Linked DNA regions of Hordeum vulgare: region 2 is linked to region 1. A link is a contact called in public Hi-C data. All regions are on one chromosome and are shown on one strand. The core of a region is the stretch at or near the end of the contact, and the rest is flanking DNA. Distances in the headings are between cores, read along the strand shown.

Region 1 (6,632 bases), core at 2,679-5,178:
ACCAGGGCAAGGTGAGAGGCGTGCGGATTATGCATGACTAGACATAATCGTTGGACGGCGTAGGCGATACCGGGTCGTGTCATGGTCATGTACTGAAGCGCGCCCGCCAAACTGTGATACTCGAAGGCGTCGGGGACCGGAGTACCGTTCGTAGAAGAGAGCTTGGAGTGGGTGTCGACCGGCGTGGACACCGTCTTGGAGTCCGTCATGTTGGCGTGCTCCAGCAGCTCCTTGGCATACTTGCGTTGCAAGAGGAAGAACCCTTCGGTCGTCCGGCTGATGGTGATGCCGATGAAGTAGTGGAAAGGAGTGAGGTCCTTCGTTGAGAACTTCGCAAACAGTAGCTACTGAAGCTCCCGCAGGAGAGCCATCGTGGATGCGGTGAGCACAATGTCGTCGACATAGAGTAGAAGGTACGTCGTACAAGAAATAAGATTGTTTATAACAAAAAATAATTACGGCGGTTGAATTGGTCATAGATCTATGACTAAAATTTACAAAAAGACCATGAGGTGTCTAAGAGGGTCCAAACCCTAGAAAATTTTGACCATCTCTATCAAGAAGGTCATAATCCCATTGCACAAAATGGTCACTAACATGTGTGGGTCTATTTGTGCCCGTATTGTAGGTCCTCCATGACAAACTTAATAAGGTCATAGGCTTAAATAAAGGTGACTGGGCAGACAACTTGACAATTTCGCCTACATGTCTTGTATAGCTGTCGACAAGGCCACAAAGTATAAGTACGTTGGCAGGTCAGAATTTATATTTTCTTGATTGCCCTCAATATGTTTGGGCATTCTTTCCTACCCAAATCATTGCCTTGTGAAAAGTTTTAGCTCTATTTGCCTATTAAATCGTCCTCAGCAAATTTCCAAAGTTTATGTTCAGTTAGAAGCTTTGTGAAGGAAGTATTAGCTAGGCATCTCCTAATGAGCTGAATTTTTGCCACACATTCTATCTGCCCAAACCATAGAACTCCACAAAATTTGGTCCCCATCTAACAATCCATCTAAGCTCACAATCTAATCTTTGTTTCTGGTAATATTTTTAGTTTGTGAAGCAACTATATTTTATATTGCTTTATAATTGCTGAAAATTTACCACGGCATGCCACTGCCCATAGGACTTCCCTCGACCAATTTTAACTCATTTAAATGTATCCTATTTCCCTCAATATTTGTCACAATTTTTAAGTTCAGTGGAGAGCATTGTGAAGGAAGTACCATTTTTATTTATCAAAATGGTATGCAATTTTTATAGTGCTTTCATATGCCTAACTTATCATCCTCATCAAAATTGCAGATCAATCCAATTACCTATGTGAGCCGAGCTTCAACTTCTATTCTCTAGCCAAATTGGCATGTTGCAAAGCAGGTGCTATCTAGACCCCTCTTATTGTCCTCAAACTTTGTGGGCACTCTTACATATCGAAATCATTGCCACATGACAGTATTCAGCTTCATTTGCCTAGTAAATCTTCCTCACCAAATTTTCAAAGTTTCTATCCACATAGAAACTTTGTGAAGGAAGTACTATCTAGGATTATTTAAATGATCTTAGATTTTTTCAAATCTTTCATATACTCAATTAATCAATCTCCACAAAATTTGAGCTTTATCTAGTAATCCATGTGAGCTCATCATACAAACTTTTATTTTGATCATATTTTCTGTTTGTGAAGCAACTATACTTTATATTGCTTAATTATTTTTGAAACTTTACGAGGGAATGTTTCTACATATATGATCCACTAAATTTCAGCTCATTTCATTTAGCCAATTGCTCTAAATAAGTTTTTCAAGTTTCTGTATATAGAAGAGCATTGTGAAGTAAGTACCACTTTAGCATGTCTAAATGGTATCAAATGTTTACAGTGCTTTCCTATGCCCAAATTACTATCTTCCACCAAATTTCACCTCAATGCATTAATTTACTTGAGCCCAGCTTCAAGTTCCATATTTCTGTCCAATGTGGTACTTTGCAAAGGAAGTGCCACCTAGGCTCCTCCATTTGAGTTGAAAATTTGCCAAGACAGTCTACTTAGTATATCATCATCCTCATCCAAAAATTAGGGCCATTGACCATGTGCATTCCCCCCCACTAATCAAACACTTGGCTGATAATTCATTGTTGAGCTTAGTTCAGTCTCCTCGTGAGATTATTCTGTTATATTATTCTTCCTAACACCTATCGAGGGAGTGAACAACCCACTAGACATGCCTAGGTCACCTAGAATGTGTGGCAATGCAACGGTCATGCGATGACCACGCGGTTGGCATGCTAGTCTGCGCGCTCTGGAGTTGGGGCCCTCGACCACCTTACAAACCACGACGTCTCTCCACCACACCATGTATATATGAGGAAATGGATACTTGTGTAGCTAAAATGATTTAAAAAAAAATTAAGAGCAAACTATGAGTGAGCTGTAGTTCAAATTTGATCCTCTTCCAACGGAATCAGTGGAATTTGTCTTTTTCACGAGAGGTGGTTCAAATATTTTGACACCCAACCATTTGGTCAATTATACATTAAATATGTCCTACTATTTTACAAAATTTAATTGGTTTCATTTTTCAACAAATATATGGTAGGTCATTCACAAAAACTCATTTTGGCCACTAGAAAAATGGAAAATGATATTTTCGTCCAAAGAAAATGAAATATTTCTTAGGCAACATTGTTTTCCATTCCAAGATGCACCATTTTGCAATATATTATATCATTTGAACAAACTATGGCATGAATGTTGCCATAAGAGTGGTCATTTGCCTTGAAAGTCAAGGATCTTCATACATGATAGCTCATTTCTGAGAACACTTTTTAAGACAATTATTTTAGTCCAATATTGTTATTTTTTTGGATACTGGGTCACATATAATGAGACAATGCGAAGGTTTTCAATTTTTCTGATTTTTTTGAATTTTTTATGCCGGTTTCAAAATGCAGCCAAGTTTGCGGGTATGACAATTCTTATCTAGGGGTGTAATATTGTGAAAATTATCTTGTTTATATGATGAAATAGATATTTGTGTACCTAAATTTTTTTTTGGAAAAAATAAAGAGCAAACTATGATGCTACTACAGTTCAAATTTGACCCGCTTCTAGCTGAATCGACATAAATTTATCTTTTTCACGAGAGGTGGTTCAAATCTTTTCACACCCAACAATTTGGCGAATTGTACATTAAATATGTCCTAGTATTTTATAAAATTTATTCGATCCAATTTTTCAACAAATATATGGTACATCCTTCACAAAAAACTCATTTTGACCACTCGAAAAATGGAAAATGAATTTTTTGTCCAAAAAAAATTAAAAACTTTCTTAGACAACATTGTTTTACATTCCAAGATGCACCCTTTTGAAAATATGATATCATTTGAACATTATATATTTACAAATAGATTAAATATTAGTATAAAATAAAATTGATTTGAGTAATTTTGTTATAATCAAGGTGTGACTCATTGTTAATAGACAAGATGTGACTCATTGTTACTTTGTGATCGTAACATTGTATTGTTGGTATTGAAATTCAATCAACATAACATATTTTCGAGTAGATTAAATATTAGTATAAAATAAAATTGATTTGAGTAATTGTATTATCAAAATACATAAATATTATTGAAGTTTCACTCTCTATATGCATATGCTTGTGAAAATTACCAAAAGTTGGATTTTTGTAGTTTTAATAACTCTGGGTGTTGTAGCAAGATTTACTAGTATAATTTTGTTATCACTCTGAGTGGGCGAGCAATCTGGATTTCAATTCCCGCCATGAGCTCCCTCATGTTTTTCTTTATTTTTTATCCCACCGGCACATACCAAGTAAAAAAGAAGTCTGATATAACCCCACAGCATAACGTAGCAGCCGAACAAACACCAGGTCGTCTCCCCTATCCTCACCTCCGCCGCCACGAGGCCCAGTCATCTCCTCTATCGCATCCTCATCGCCGCCACCACTACCTGTCGTCTCCTCCAACCACTGCCTCTGTGTGATGCATCGCCTCGGCTGCCTACCTCACCTCATGCTCGTCACTGCTGCTATCCTCTCCCTCTCCATGCGAACGCTCCCTGATCCGGTCGATTTCGTTCTTCCAGATCTACCAACGGATACCATCGTGAATCCATGATCCCCTTGTTCTGCTCCTCACTCCTCTCCAGCCAAATCCGACGTACGCGTCTTCTAACGGCCATGGGCGACCGTCTTTCGTGGCTAGGGTTTTGGCCGCCGCATAGCCGGCGTGGCTCCGGCGACTCAGGTAAGTACCTCCACTCCCGCTCGTCACATTTATCCCTCTCTTGTTCACCACATGCCCTCTCCCTTTGAGGTCCAGTAAGACGCAGCACCATCGACTGCTAGGGTTTCTCCTTCAATGTTGCCGCCACAACCCGCCTGATCAGGAGTCCCTCTTCCCGTCTGCCCAGTGGATTTAGATATGCCTCGCCTGTGAAGCATCCCGTCCAGATATTCCCCACCCATCGCCGAGTGCATGGAAATCTTCTCGTCCTACTTTTACTCCCCTCCTCCATCGAGGTACCTCTGTCCTCCCTTTCTCGCAAATTTTCTTGCTGCATAGATCCATTTAACACTTATTTTTATGTTCCTCTACATTCCTTGCTGCATAAATTTGATGTTCTATTTTGAATCTAAGATGTAAGCAAAATGTAACTTGGAACCACTGATCCTAGACGTCCCTTAGAAATTGTTGTAAAACAATGTTTTTCCATGTTTATGCAAAAGTTTCAGTTCTGTCACACTTATTATTTGATCTACAGGTTGCTAGTATATACCTTCCCGGTTCTTATAATTTCCATAAACACTTGCATCACATTCTATGAATAACTAATGTGAATAAAACTGTACAAGTGTTGGTTGTCCATACTTCCGAGTTGCTTGGCCTCCATACTACTACTAGGTGCTGATGGCTTAACATGTTTTTGTTTTTAGGGAGGGAGATCAAGAGGATGCGCTGACCCTGGAGGAGCTGTCCAAGCACAACACCAAGGACGACTGTTGTCTCATCATTGCCGGTAAGGTATATTCACACATCTTCTCCCCGTTGGCCCTCTTGATTGTTTTCTTGCACTATTGTTATGCCAAGAATCCGTTTTCTTTCTTTCTGTATGAGGATCACGATACTGGTTCATTGCAACACAACATGCCCTGGTCGATTTACCAAAGCATTTGGAAAAGCAATTGATACATATTCATTACGTGCTGGCCTGGTAGTGATTACACCACACAGCTGACAGATATGCCCAGTATCGCATGACTGCTACTTGAGCTTTTGGTTATGTTGAAGAATCGGTTTGGTTTAGTACATATCTAGTGGAACCTGGGGTTCGGGAGATTACACTTCCATTTACTTTTAGACTCCTCGTCAGACAAATAAATTTTGAGTACGCCACTTCTAGACTTTCACCAAGTATATACAAAGCCAGAACACTTTTAGCGCGTGTGTGTAACTTTCTGATGGTCATCAGAAACTACTCTTTCACCCTCTTAACAATCACATTTGTTAACTTGGGTTCTAGTTCTCCATCTGAATTCTCGTTATAACTCTCGATCTTTTGTCATAGATTTTTTTATATGTGTTATGCATCCAAAAATTTCTGCCTTGCAGTAACAACACTTAGGAAAAAACTCATTTTATATTTAGAAAAGGCTTGAACAAGAAATAAAGAATTAATAGTCATGCATGCAGTTTTTATCAAAGTAAGCATTCCATTTCTTTTCTTCTTCCGAATAAAAAAATGGTACAGGTTTTGCTGATGTTAAGTCCACAAGTTCATTTTTTATATAGTTATTAGTAAGCCTTCTAAATAGATGCCATTTTAGTTCATCGAAAAGCAAACTGGAAAACTTTTTTTAAATCACTCTAGATGACAGAATAATCTCAATCACTTTTAGATATAAATGGGCACATGTTTATTCATAACAATATATATATATATACATACATGGATATAAAAAGGCCAGCAAAGCTTTGCGTGTGACGGACAAACATTCCTAATTGCATATGGCCTAATGATACACGTCCAATTTATCAATTGCTACCATGCAAACATGCGATACGAACTTGGTTGTGTGTTCGATCGATCAAAATACATAGCAGGAGTAAAACAACAATTACTCCTTTGCAATTATTGCTGCTTCTGATGAGATAATATACAATGCATGTTATAATTTTGATTGCACCACGCCATGCATTATAGGCTTGGTTGTACTGCACCGTGGTGGTTGATCTGTTATCATTCACTTGTTAATTAGTGCACACGACTTTGTCATGGATTGTGTTAGCTTGTAAATGAGTTTTCATATAAGCTCATGTGAGCCAGGTGTACACGCATATATACCTTCTCGTGTCCTCACCGGTCGTGCAAGCTCATATATTTCGTCTATATTGTACTATATATATAATTGGATTTAGTATTTAGCTTCACCATGTTAACTTTGAATAAATTTGGAGTTATATCTGAAGATATCTATGCCTTAAAAGACTTTCGGCAAGCATGAAAGCATATGGCTTCTATCTTGTCTGCACTTGCATGTTATCCTATGTAACATACCTGGGGCTAAATTATCCCTTTTACTATAGTATATGATGTTCAATGTTCAATG
Region 2 (6,632 bases), core at 2,679-5,178, 140 kb before region 1:
CTGCCAGTGCTGTGATCCAAGGACGAGGCCGCAGTTGCGATCGCGCGGTTCCAGGCGCGTGTGGAGACAGAAACGGGGCGCAAGCGGCACGCGCTGCGGACAAACCGCGGCAGCGAGTTCACCTCCATCGACTTCAGCAATTATTGTGCCGATTGCGGCGTGCAGCGGCAGCTCACGGCACCGTACTCACCACAACAGAACGGCGTCGTGGAGCGCCGCAACCAAACGGTAGTTGCCATGGCCAGGAGCATGATGAAGGCTACGTCCATGCCAGGAGAGTTTTGGGGGGAGGCGGTGACAACTGTCGTCTTCATCCTAAACAGATCACCGACGCGCTCCGTGGTTGGCATGACCCCGTACGAGGCGTGGCACGGTGATCGACCACCAGTGCACTTCCTGTGCACGTTCGGATGCGTGGTCCACGTCAAGACGGTGAAACCACACCAGAGCAAGCTGGATGATCGCTCCACTCCAATGGTGTTCGTCGGGTACGAGGAAGGCGGCAAGGCGTACCGCGCCTACAATCCTGCAACCAAGCGCATTCACGTCACCAGAGACGTCGTCTTCGACGAATCTACAAGGTGGAACTGGGCCGACACGGCTCATGCTACTCCGACGACCATGGGAGACTCCTTCACGGTGGATGAGCCAACCTACAAGGTTCAGATCACTCGCAGCAACGGCGAAGATTCAGGCCCGCATATGCCTGTGACGCCACGGACGCCAGCCACGATGGGAGCCGGGGTGGGGACGGGCACACCCATGCCCGTCAGCAGCCCGGACACAGTTGTGTCTGTCAGCAGCCCGAAATCGGCGGCTGCTGCACCGCAGACCCCTGCTGCAGCTGCCACTCCGGTGAGGGTGGAGTTCGTTACCCCCCCCCCCCTCCGGGAGCCCAGAGCTGGATGCTGTCGACGACGCTCGAGTGGCTCATCGCTTCCGCCGCATGTCTGACATTCTTGGGCTGCACTATGGCCCATCCAGCCAGATGAAAAGCTACCGATCGCCTCTGTTGAAGAACCAAGCACTTTCAGAGAGGCGGAGCTCGACCCAAGTTGGCGCAAGGCGATGATCGAAGAGGTGAACTCAATCGAAGAAAACAACACTTGGAAGCTCACCGATCTCCCCGCTGGACACAAGGCCACTGGAGTAAAATGGGTGTTCCGCGTTAAAAGGGACTCAGCCGGAGAGATCGTGAAGTACAAAGCTCGCCTCGTCGCGAAGGGTTTTGTGCAGAAGCCTGGAATCGACTTCGACGAGGTGTTTGCTCCAGTGGCTCGCCTGGAGTCAGTGAGCGTGCTGCTCGCACTTGCAGCGCACGAGGGATGGCCGATACATCATATGGATGTCAAATCGACTTTCCTCAATGGCGAGCTGAAGGAGGAAGTCTACGTCGAACAGCCTCCGGGTTTCGTCGCCGTCGATCGCGAGCACAAGGTACTGAAGTTAAGCAAGGCACTGTACGGCCTCCACCAGGCACCCCGCGCTTGGAACGCCAAGCTCGACACTACACTCATCGACATGGGCTTCCGCCGCTGCAACTCCGAGCACGCTGTCTATGCACGCGGGTTGAGCTGAAGGAGGAAGTCTACGTCGAACAGCCTCCGGGTTTCGTCGTCGTCGATCGCGAGCACAAGGTACTGAAGTTAAGCAAGGCACTGTACAGCCTCCACCAGGCACCCCGCGCTTGGAACGCCAAGCTCGACACTACACTCGTCGACATGGGCTTCCGCCGCTACAACTCCGAGCACGCTGTCTATGCACACGGGTTAGGCCATGAACTCCTTCTTCTGGGGGTGTATGTGGATGACCTGGTGATCACCGGCGCAGACGCCGCGGAGATTAACAGCTTCAAGACAGCAATGCAAGCCAAGTTTCGGATGAGCGATCTTGGATTGCTCTCCTACTACCTGGGCCTTGAGGTACGCCAGGACGCTGATGGTGTGACCATTGCGCAGAGCGCGTACGCCCAGAAGATCATTGAGAAGGCGGGGCTTACAGGATGCAACCCACGTGAGACTCCCATGGAAGCTTGTCTGAAGCTGAGCAAAACAAGCACGGCGGCTCCCACTGACGCAACGGAGTACAGGAGCCTCATGGGGACGCTGCGCTACCTCACTCATTCCCGGCCCGACATCACCTTCGCCGTGGGGTACGTGAGCCGGTTCATGGAAGCTCCTACGATCGAGCATCTGACTGCAGTTCAGCACATCATCAAGTATGTGGCCGGCACCCGTGATCTGGGGTGTCACTTTCCCCGTCGGCGAGCCAATGGAGCCAGGCTCGTCGGGTAAAGTGACAGTTACATGGCGGGCGACATTGACGACCGCAAGAGCACATCGGGAGGGATCTTCTTCCTCGGTGATAGCCCTGTCAGCTAGCTGTCACAGAAACAGAAGGTGGTCGCTCTGTCATCGTGTGAGGCTGAGTTCATTGCAGCCACAAGAGCAGCTTGCTAGGCAGTGTGGGTGGCAGATCACGGGAGAAAAGCTTCAGGTGCCGCTGCTTCTGGTGGATAACAAATCTGCCATAGCTCTCTGCAAGAACCCGGTGTTTCATGACAGGAGTAAGCACATTGATGTGCGCTACCACTTCATAAGAGAGTGTGTAGAAGAAGAGAAGATGACTGTCGACTTCATCAGAACTGAAGATCAACTGGCTGACATTCTGACAAAGCCCTTGGGGCACATCAGCTTTCATCAGCTACGTGACAAGATCGGGATGAAGAAAATAAAGTAGGCAGACTAGGTTTTAGGGGGTGATTGTTGAATAAACCTTGTCTGCAATAGTGCAGTAGTTCAGTTTCGTCAGTGCAAACTAGTGTCGATTTATTCAGTTTTCGTCAGTAGGTTCAGGTGGAGTCTGTCAACAAGATTAGCTCGAGTTTGTTAGCGTCAGGAGCGAGTCCGACGCCCCCCCTGATCGCTTGTGGGATGGCACGAGCACCACGATCGGTGGTGGCTCATAGTTAGGGGGCCATGAGCCCGTTTCCTTTGGAGTATCAGATATAAACTCGGGAATAAAGCAACAGAAAAGCTGCAAGTTTTCAGCAGCACAAACTCTCTGTTCTTCGTCTTCCTCTGTCGAGCGCGAGAATTAGCAGTAGAGAGTGTTGAGATTTGCCAACAGGGCTCATGTTTGCCAAAAAAAAGGAGAAAAAAATCAGAAGATGCCGTTTGGAACAAAGAATGGTCACCAAGGTTCCTCGAAATTCGTATGGAATGAGGCAATCCATGGGAATTTTGGAGGAAAACAAACATGGGGTCTTACCTCATGTTTCTCCTCCTTATGTCTAGAATTCTCTGTTTTTTTCCATTTGTGATATCCCAATGGCAGTGTTGGACTATTCCTGTGTTTTAGATTCCTGTACATCTTAATTTCTGTGTTTTTCCTATTCCTATGTTCGAGTTCCTGTATATAAAAAGGGGCCTTATTGTTTCCACGGAATCACATAGCTCTATTATGATGTAAAACCACACATGACCTCGCAGTCCAAAGCCCAAAGCACAGATCCACGCCCCCGCAGCCACAACCGAATCAGCAGAAAAATACCCCAGTTTGCAGTATGAAACACAAACATCCATCCCTGAGCTAAAACACCTCGTCACTGCACCCAAAGTGCAACTTCAGCACAAGAAAAAACCCACCATTCCCCGGGTAAATTTGACATCAAAACGCGCGCTTCGAGCGAGGAACAAAACGTATAAGAGAAGGCGGCGCCTCACCAGCGGCGCGCGGACGCGGACCCCAGCGCCGACCGGCGGCGGGGCAGCTCTGGAGGCTGAATCCATGTCGGGCGGACGAATCCACGCGGCTTTCGGCTCGGTGTCGGGGGTGGACGAGAGGCTCGCGGTCGCCGGGAGTGGGGAACACATAGACCAGGAGCCCGTCAGCTGCTTCTGGTTAGACCCAAAAAGAAAAGAAAATGACACATCTAAGTCCTTACACGGATTCGTACTTACAAAGAAAATTTTCGTGTAAAATCAATGACATACAGTACGTACTTACTTCCTCCGATGCATTAGTCATCTTACGAAAATTAAATAATCCCAAAACACTAAGGTACATTACTAGAGTAGTACTAGTTGCATGTATATTAATTAGACCACATCTATTAATTGAAGGATCAATGCATGCAATTTATGCGGCACACTTTTTGAATTTTAAAAGGTATTCTAATTAATAGCACGTTTTCAGTTGAGAAAGGAATGGTGTGATTGGCTTCCTCTGTAATTTAATTTTCTTCTCCTACCTAATCTATGCGTGCCTAGGTTGCAGTGCACCTTCTAAAATGTCTAATACACCGAGACAGAGGGAGTAGCATACGACACATCTAGACGAAAATTGCTTCTGAGGACCGAACTCCATGCAGGCCTTCTTTTACATAATTCATTCATATTTTTAACATTTCAAAATATTTACAATATTATATATAGGCGTAATGTACATAACTCTAAATTTTTAAAAGGAAAACATTGAAATGAGGATGACGTAAAAAGATAAATCTGAACTTTTCAACACATGAGACTATTCATCTTTGAAGCTCAAAAATTTGTATTTTTTGTACAGATACATTTTAAGAAATTTCATCATGATTTGTAGACTTCTGTGTATACTTGCATATTTTTTGGACTTTTTAAATCGGAAATTTTGAATTTTGAACTTTTTAAAATAAAAGGCTTTATGGAGACTGGTCATCGAGAAGTCATATTCACATTTGGATGTGCTCTAAGGGCATCTCCAACGTTGAGGTGCAAATTTCTTCATGCATCAGTTTGCTCTCTATAGACTAGTCTCTTGACACGAACACGAAAGGAGATCCATCGCTACCTCCATACATTTCAAGTCAGCTTTAGACAAACAGATGAATTCATCAAAATCCGACGAAATACATCAAAATTTGGATAGAAAATAATACAAATCATCCATAGATAGCAGCAAATAAGTCTAGCACAACAATAGTTGAAATTCAACAAGATTAATCGGATGTTCAACAAGTTTTTCATGAACGGCTCATGTCGTCCTACACATATTATCCCTTTAGTTTCATCAACTAGTGTATGTACGCTAAATTATTGTCCCTCAATCATGTGGTACATCACGACAGCACATACGGCCTACACAATGTGTAGAGCAACAGTGAGTGAATGAATGATTTAGTCAACAGGTTGAGTAAGAAGACACAAAACTTGCGCTCTCCTCTACTATCGCGCGCAATGGCCACCTTGCCTACAGCCGAGTAACCCCGTCAACACACTTGGTGAGTGTGGTCCGATGGCGTATCATCGATATGATAATTACTTCATATTGCATCGTTGAATGATGTGCATGTCATAGGACGCAATGTGCTTTCGTGTGTGAATCGAATCATGCATGCGCTGCCATAAGATCCTCCTTCTCATCCAGTCTATGAACTCTGGGAATATGGCCAACCAAACATTGCACAACAACTAATACTCTCTTATCGAGTAACCCGCCATTCTTCGAAGTCTAAAAAACCGATATGTCATTGAAAAATAACGTCAATAACATTTGACCGAACAACTGGCGGGTGCAAAAGGCGAGCGGGCACGTCAATGCTGGTTACGGATGTACGGTAATGCCTATGTGGTGACCGGATAGGTACAACGACAACGTCGAAGGAGGAGGAAGTAAGGGGGAGTAGGGTGGATTGGAAGTCGGTAGGAGGATTTTAGTGAGCTAGGGGTTCTGAGTCCTGCGTGGTTGCTCTCCGGACTTACACAAAAACCCCTCCACCTTGCTTACAATTTAAACCAATAAGGTTCCTAGCTAACTCGATCGTCTAGAGCTCCCTCGTGCGCAATTGTTACGAACCGTCCGATCCAGTGCCCTGGCTCATTCGGGTCATTGGATCTTCATCTTGCAGTTAAATCAATTTCACCCTACGGTTGTTTTTCCTAGCCAACGACCGATGGGCTCGTCTCGTGCTTGCATTGGCTGGGTGAGCCGAGCAAGCGTGCAAATAATTTGCCAATCCGCTCCGCTCCGCGTGCGCCGCACCCAATCCCGTCCTTGCTCGTTTCGTTCCACAACGAGCAACCAATGCACCCCTTTCTCCACGCTCTCCACAACCGCTTGGCCCCTCCCTCCCCATCCTCCTGCATCTCTTCCTTCCTCCCTCGTCGGCCACTGTCGTCTCCACTCCACCTCCCTCGTCTTGGATCAGACGCGGATCATGGAGCAGCGAGGCATGAGCTATAGGAGTTGCACGCATTGTGGGATGGAGGAGCGGTCGATGTCGTTGGAAATATGCCCTAGAGGCAATAATAAATTGGTTATTATTATATTTCCTTGTTCGTGATAATTATCTATTATTCATGCTATAATTGTATTAACCGTAAACCATAATACATGTGTAAATATATAGATCACAATGTGTCCCTAGTGAGCCTCTAGTTGGCTAGCTCGTTGATCAATAGACGATCATGGTTTCCTGATCATGGACATTGGATGTCATTGATAATGGGATCACATCATTGGGGAATGATGTGATGGACTAGACCCAATCCTAAGCATAGCACTAGATCGTGTTGTTCGTCTGCTAAAGCTTTTGTGATGTCAAGTATCATTTCCTTAGACCATGAGATTGTGCAACTCCCAGATACCGTAGG

Evidence for each region. A called contact is a pair of places that touch in the nucleus more often than the background predicts.
Region 2: a Hi-C map of leaf shows a contact between it and region 1, with 2.7 times the contacts expected there. The contact joins the promoter of LOC123429112 here to the enhancer-like site in region 1. A contact is called at or near these places in 2 of 6 Hi-C or Micro-C datasets (leaf and seedling).

Annotation. Positions count from the first base shown.
Region 1 is chr1H:221,037,792-221,044,423 of MorexV3_pseudomolecules_assembly, reverse strand. No RefSeq gene overlaps it. Among protein-coding and RNA genes, the nearest start is that of LOC123429112, 140 kb to the left of the region's middle. Within about 2 kb of position 3,928, at least 3 of the 3 cell types and tissues checked have open chromatin away from gene starts, as enhancers often do. A contact at or near this core is called in leaf and seedling, where this site is marked.
Region 2 is chr1H:221,176,001-221,182,632 of MorexV3_pseudomolecules_assembly, reverse strand. LOC123429112 (F-box/kelch-repeat protein At1g55270-like) reads right to left here and starts at 3,928. Exons shown (of 2, transcript XM_045113181.1): 1 at 3,726-3,928. The coding sequence starts at 3,875.